Regions from separate parts of the Cyclopterus lumpus genome. Here region 2 is linked to region 1. Evidence: chromatin contacts called from public Hi-C data. All regions are on one chromosome and are shown on one strand. Each heading gives the region's core, a stretch centred on a gene start, on an enhancer-like site or on the middle of the called end of the contact. The rest is flanking DNA. Distances are from core to core; before and after follow the strand shown.

Region 1 (3,240 bases), core at 218-2,717:
CCCGGGGGGGCTCCGCGTGCACGACTTGAGGGTCAATATAAAGAGACAAGAGATGGTTCTCGGCTCTTTAACAACCCGAGTCCAAGTTAATCAAGAGCCGCGGCGCCGGGGCTGTTTCTTCTTTTCTCTCTAAAGGAGCTCGGGGGGGGAGGGGGGGGGGGGGGTCCTTGGTTTGACAAAATACAACCTGTCGGAGATTACACGGCCTGCCCTGAGCCCGGAGACCGAGCACTAAATCATCTCATTGCAACAACAAGAACACACACATCCCCACGCCGTCCAGCAACATGACGGACAATAATGACATGTATCCTCATTAAAAATAAATAAACAATTTAACTCCAAATAATGCCACTTTATTTGCGTCTAGACAAGGAAGTTTGTATCGAAGTGAGAACTCACCGCTGTTCCTTCTCTCTGACTTTGTCTCTCAAAATGCACTCCTCCCCACCACCACCACCACCACCACCATTCATCTGGTTTCTTCTCCTCCGCGCAGCATCTGTCTTTTCCAGCCCGGCTCTTTTATTACGCCGCTGCCTGCGACCGTCGCTGCCTTCCCCGTCAGCCCGATCAGGATACACGGCCAGATAAATGGGGAAGCCAGGGCTGCGTGAGCCTGGAGCCAGAGTGCACACAGCTAGCGCGGATAGCCCGGGCTAGTGTGAGGCAAATCCCGCATAAGCGTGAAAACAGCCGGTAACATGAATAAGTACACGGCGGTTCTTATAGAGCCGTGGAGGGAGCAGCTCTTGGAAATAACGCTCTCCGGAGTGCAGAGTGGAGTGAGCCTCCTGGAGGGAGTTGTTCTAAGAGGCAGTGGTGGACGTGGACAACTGGAGCGGGTCCTCTGTATTGAGGTGGTATTACTGTGACTGTGGATGGGCTGGTTTCTCCGGAGGCGACGTTGTAAAAACGCAAGCCGAGAAAGACGATGCCTCCACCGGCCAAGAACTGAGGGCTGACCCGGCGTTTGGCTTGGAAATGGGGGTGGGATTTCCCGATCTTTCCTGTCATTGGTTAATATTTTATTCTGTTGACATGTTTTCTTACTGCTAATGCTTCCGACACCTTCTTGCCCCCCTCCTCTCCTAGAATCTGACCGGAGCTGTCAGAACCACGCCTATAGGGGCCCACAATTGGTCCAGAAAGCGTAAAATCAGCAATCAAAGGGGCTTGGTTCATTAGTGTTGGGGATGGAGGCAGGAAGGACATGTGAGATAGTCACAGATCTGCAGTGAACGGGGCCACATCTCTCCAGTCAGTGTGGGATGACTGAAGCAGGGAAACAGCTTATTTCTCTGAGGCACACAGCGCACCGGGCTCTGCCTTCACAGCAGCGCTCCTACTGAGGGACTCGGCGGAGGAGCCAGAGGAAGACACATCAACAGCAACTCGGGGTTATTTCCTCCAGCCCGACAACGCGCCGTGCGCTCCGCAACGCGCCGTCCCGTCCTGCGCCGCTTTACACAAATTAAGTGCTCGCGAAGCGCGGACCTATACTCGGGCTCTGGGTTTGGGGGGGATTACCACTCAAATATCCATTATTTCACTTCGGTTTTTGTGGATGCACCGATGAGAGATCCAGTTTTCACAGGGACTGCAATGGCTTATCACCCTTTCCACGCACACCGGGCGACCGACTTCCCAATGTCCGCCTTTCTAGCGGCCGCGCAGCCTTCCTTCTTCCCGGCGCTCAGCATGCCTCCCGGAGCGCTCACCAAGCCCCTTACGGACCACGGCCTGGCCGGGGCGGCGGAGGCTGGGCTCCACCCGGCCCTGAGCCACCATCAGGCGGCTCATCTCCGCAGCATGAAGAGCCTTGAGCCCGAGGAGGAAGTGGACGACGACCCCAAAGTTATATTGGAAGCCAAGGATCTTTGGGACCAATTTCATAAACTCGGGACGGAGATGGTTATTACCAAGTCCGGAAGGTAAGAATGGATATACCGAGACTACATTATTTCTTATTTTTTAAAACGGCCCTTTATCTTTATTGATGCCATTTATTCACGTTGCTAAATAGTGCGTGTGTGTCAGGCCTTTGCTATTCGCTTTTTATTTCTCCCACGATTATTAACCTGTTAAACAATTAATACAAATATGATAAAAAGCCTTAGACAATAATGCACGAACATGCCATGTTTACCTCGCATTACACACTAAATAACATGTTTTATATTAAGGTTCAGCCCCATAACTGTGTTTTTATTTAGGATTTAAACCGGCTTCATTTTCTTTCTTTTTTCAAAATAAGTAAAATTAATAAAAACGTAAATTAATTTAGAAAATATTTCCAATATATTTAAAGACTGATCACAGTACATTATTCTTCATTATACTTTTCGTCCTGCATTCTGTTCTTCTGGGTTTTATAAACAGGCTGTCACACTTCCAAAAGCAGGGACGTGAAGTGGTGTGGTCATAAATGTACTGCTCAGATGTGTAGCGTGGGGTTTGGACAACACACACATACATATACACACACAGGCAGACAGACAGAGACCCCCTAACACACACACACACACACACACACACACACACACGCGCGCGATGGTTTTGCTGGAGAATAATAATTAGAATATTTCCTCTTGTCGGAGCGGCGTGTAGCTGCGTCCTCGCCGCCTTCAGCGCGTCTCGTGTCAGGTGTGTTGTGGTGGAACCGGCGTGCTCACCTGTGTGTTCCCCCTCTGCAGGAGGATGTTCCCTCCGTTCAAAGTGAGAATAAACGGCCTCGATAAAAAAGCCAAATACATCCTGCTGATGGACATCGTGGCGGCGGACGACTGCCGCTACAAGTTCCACAACTCCCGCTGGATGGTGGCTGGAAAGGCCGACCCGGAGATGCCCAAGAGGATGTATATCCACCCGGACAGCCCGGCCACCGGCGAGCAGTGGATGGCGAAGCCTGTTGCTTTCCATAAACTCAAGCTGACCAACAACATTTCAGACAAACACGGATTTGTAAGTACTGGGAGTTTTTAATCTCGCTGAACCGAGGTATTTTGATGATATTTGTTTACATATGCTGTATGAGGTGTTTTTAGTTTTTTTTTGCAGATTTCATTTTTATGAAGCATATGGGGAAAGTGGGTCGTTGCAGCAGCGCAATAATAACAAGACACAGCCAGGGGGACATGGAACATAAGTGAAAACAGAGCGCAGCATGTACTGAATCCAGATGAAAAGTACTGCGGGAGAACCGTGAAGTGAGGTGAACTCTCAGAGTAGACTCATCTC
Region 2 (3,240 bases), core at 316-2,815, 310 kb before region 1:
AATTCTGACAGGGTTATTGTACAAATAAATCCAAGAGAAGAGGAGAATTCTGAGTGCAAATGTTTCACCAACACACAGCAGGATCTTTGTTGTTCAGAGAAGGACCATTAGCATACAGTTTGAGCAGAAGCGGAGCAAATGCAGCCCCAAGCAGGGGGCATTTGAGTGCGAGGATAGGGTTTGGAATAAAACCAACACCTTCTTGAATAAAGATGGACAAAAGGCTTCTGATATGGTGAGGGCAGGAAAGACTGGCAGTCTGTGAGCTCTGCCATTGCGTAAGACCAAGTCGGCGTAGGCGAAAGAGCGACCTACTGGTACAAGAAGCAAATAAAGCAACAATGAAAGCAACTAAAATGTGTAAATAAACACAGACATCTATACGTGCATACATACAAACAAACGTACTGTACAAATACAGTTCAGTTCCATTCTTGAGGTGCATAAATACTGAGACTTAGGAGGTGCTCTGGGCAAATCTGAGGAGATTTCCACCTTCAAAGAGAGACATCTGCTAGTGTTACAAACTGGCAGCGTGGTGGAGATGTACTGGGGAGCCAGAACAAGTCCATTGTGAACCAGAAGTAGGATTCTGAAAGCAACAGGTGACCAAAAAAGGTTTCGGAGTAATTAGAAGAAGTCAGAAGATACCTGGTTACAGATACCATGAACACAGTTGCGGGAATCCAACCTGATCATGTCAAATGTGTGCATGAGTCTGTTTTTCTGAGAGAGCTTCTGATTCTGAACATGTTTCTGGCTCCTTTACATGTTGGGTCATCTGAAACGACTGCAATAGATCAATAAAACAGCCCATGTTGTACTTGGCACAGAATGATGACAACCAGGTGTGAATATTCAGCAGTCTGATAAAGCTTGAAGACACAGGAGGGGGACCGGAGATGAAGACCTGCCCGGCGTGACATGTACAAACTCAGCATGGTATCAAAGATGGCAGAGTTCATAGATTAAGTCTTCAAGGCCTGTGCGGTTGCCGTGTTGATGTAACTGTGCACCGAGGAGTCCTCCTTCTGCAGCTCAGCACCTAACTTCCTGTCAAGACGGAAGTTTATTTTGAAAGGGCACTTTGCATGTAAAGGGCATCTATTACCACGCTTTTTTTGTCTAACATAAACCGTAAAGCTCAGATTTAAAGATACATAAATGAAAGGATAACTTGTCTTTGACATGATTAATTTCCTGACAAATGAATGAGCTCCTCTATAAACCCCTTTCCACTAAAGTTCTAAAAGTGAGTCAGTTCTAACCCATAGATATCTATTTTTTCACAAACCGGTCACTTATGTCCCTTTAACAGTGTTCTCCGTGACCTTTATACAAATAGTGTCCATTCATGTTGAGCCAGTCAACATCACATACTTGTGTTGCAGCTCCATTGAATGATTCGTTGTTACTGAAATGGTTTCTTCTCCTTCAGATTCAGCTTTTATTTTGTCAAGTGTATCGTTTCTAATATATGACGCGTGCCTTAGCCCCGCCCTGGCTGTTGCCTGATTGGGCTTACCAAACCGTTCCTGTCCTCCGATTGGCTATCGCACACACACACAGTTCCGCAAAGCCAGACTGTGTGTGTTTTGACGTTGTTGTGACGAGCTCCTCGGACCACCACACGAGTCCACAGGCGAGGACCAGGTCCACGTTCTCCAGCTCGGTGCGTAACTGCAGCCGCTTGGCACCAGTGAGCCACTGACACGTGACAGACGCTTCTCTTGCTCCGGCGGCGTCGTTGTTATCACCACACGGTAATGCTAACGCTAGCTGAGTTAGCTGCGGGGTCCCCCATCGAAGTTAATTAACGTTACGCGTTAGCAGGTGGTTGTATCGCGCGCACCCGGCAGTCGTTCCACGTGCTGGCTCGCGCTGGCCCTCCTCGTCGCTTCTGTCGCGAGCCTGCAGAACAGATGTTCAAGACAGCCGAGGCTGAGAGGGGCAGAGGGGATCCTCTCTTAAAGGAGCCCCTCTGCCCTGCTGGCTGCATGAGCGGTGGTCGGGGTGGTAACGTCTCGGGACACGGTCCATTTACCGGGACACGGTCCATTCACCGGGACACGGTCCATTCACCGGGACACGGTCCATCCACCGCGAGTGAACTTGTTATCCCCGAGGCACGTAATGCTACTTATCTGAAGAACAGTCCACTGGAACGAGAGTTGCTTCACCAGGTGGCTCCAGGGCATCAAGACCTGCAGGTGAGGGCATCAAGACCTGCAGGTGAGGGCATCAAGACCTGCAGGTGAGGGCATCAAGACCTGCAGGTGAGGGCATCAAGACCTGCAGGTGAGGGCATCAAGACCTGCAGGTGAGGGCATCAGACCTGCAGGTGAGGGCATCAAGACCTGCAGGTGAGGGCATCAGACCTGCAGGTGAGGGCATCAGACCTGCAGGTGAGGGCATCAGATCTGCCGTCTGACCGGTCACATTAGTCCCCGTGGAGTTCCTGATGGCACGTGGCTGCACGGTCTGACTCTGAAGCTTTGGTTCTGTTGATGTCACCACAACCTGCATTCACCAATGATCCACTCGCCTGTGTTGGGTTCAAGGTGGCAGCAGACGTGTTCCTCCTTCAGCTCATCCATGGCACCCGTAGGTGCTCTCATGATAGCTGTGCACTAGAAGTCCACCAGCATGTCCAGGGTGGACTCAAAGGTCTCCTGTTCACCATTGACCTGCCTGTTATGCTGCAGCAGTCATGACCTGGAGGCATCTTTATCACATGTTGGAACACCTCAATGCTCACCGTATAATGCTGAGGAGCCACCCTTTTTACTTGGAGCTCCCCTCAGTGCCGGGGCTCCTGGCCCTGATCCTAAGGGGGACCTCAGATGCTCTATGTAGGAAGGCTGGTTTCAGTCCCTCCCTGTCTGCAGTCGGGCTCTGAACATCGCGGAGCACCGATAGCGGGCTGACCCCTCACTTAGATACACCAGAGTCCTCATGGTCTTGTTGGAGGGATTGAGTTGTGAGACGGCTTGGTGGGACATTTCAACATCACTCCTAAGAATGAGGTTTTGAGGGGAGTTTCTATTTGTCAACCCTCACTAATAATGTGGACACAATATTAGAAATGCCAAACTGCTGAATGCATATGGATGGTCTGGATTATGACCACAATGTTGATGTGCAGTGTGAGTCTTTATCTTGTCCCCTGAAGCCACTAACGCTCAGTTGGTTCTTCAATATGATAACGATGGCCTATTTTAGCCTGATGTCCAGGATCAT

The links. A called contact is a pair of places that touch in the nucleus more often than the background predicts.
Region 2: a contact with region 1 is called in a Hi-C map of muscle, with 5 times the contacts expected there. The contact joins the promoter of bcas3 here to the promoter of tbx2b in region 1. A contact is called at or near these places in 2 of 2 Hi-C or Micro-C datasets (both in muscle).

What each region holds. Positions count from the first base shown.
Region 1 is chr25:307,689-310,928 of fCycLum1.pri, reverse strand. tbx2b (T-box transcription factor TBX2b) reads left to right here and starts at 1,467. Exons shown (of 7, transcript XM_034529093.1): 1 at 1,467-1,934; 2 at 2,697-2,964. The coding sequence starts at 1,576.
Region 2 is chr25:622,025-625,264 of fCycLum1.pri, reverse strand. bcas3 (breast carcinoma-amplified sequence 3) reads left to right here and starts at 1,565. Exons shown (of 24, transcript XM_034528788.1): 1 at 1,565-1,672.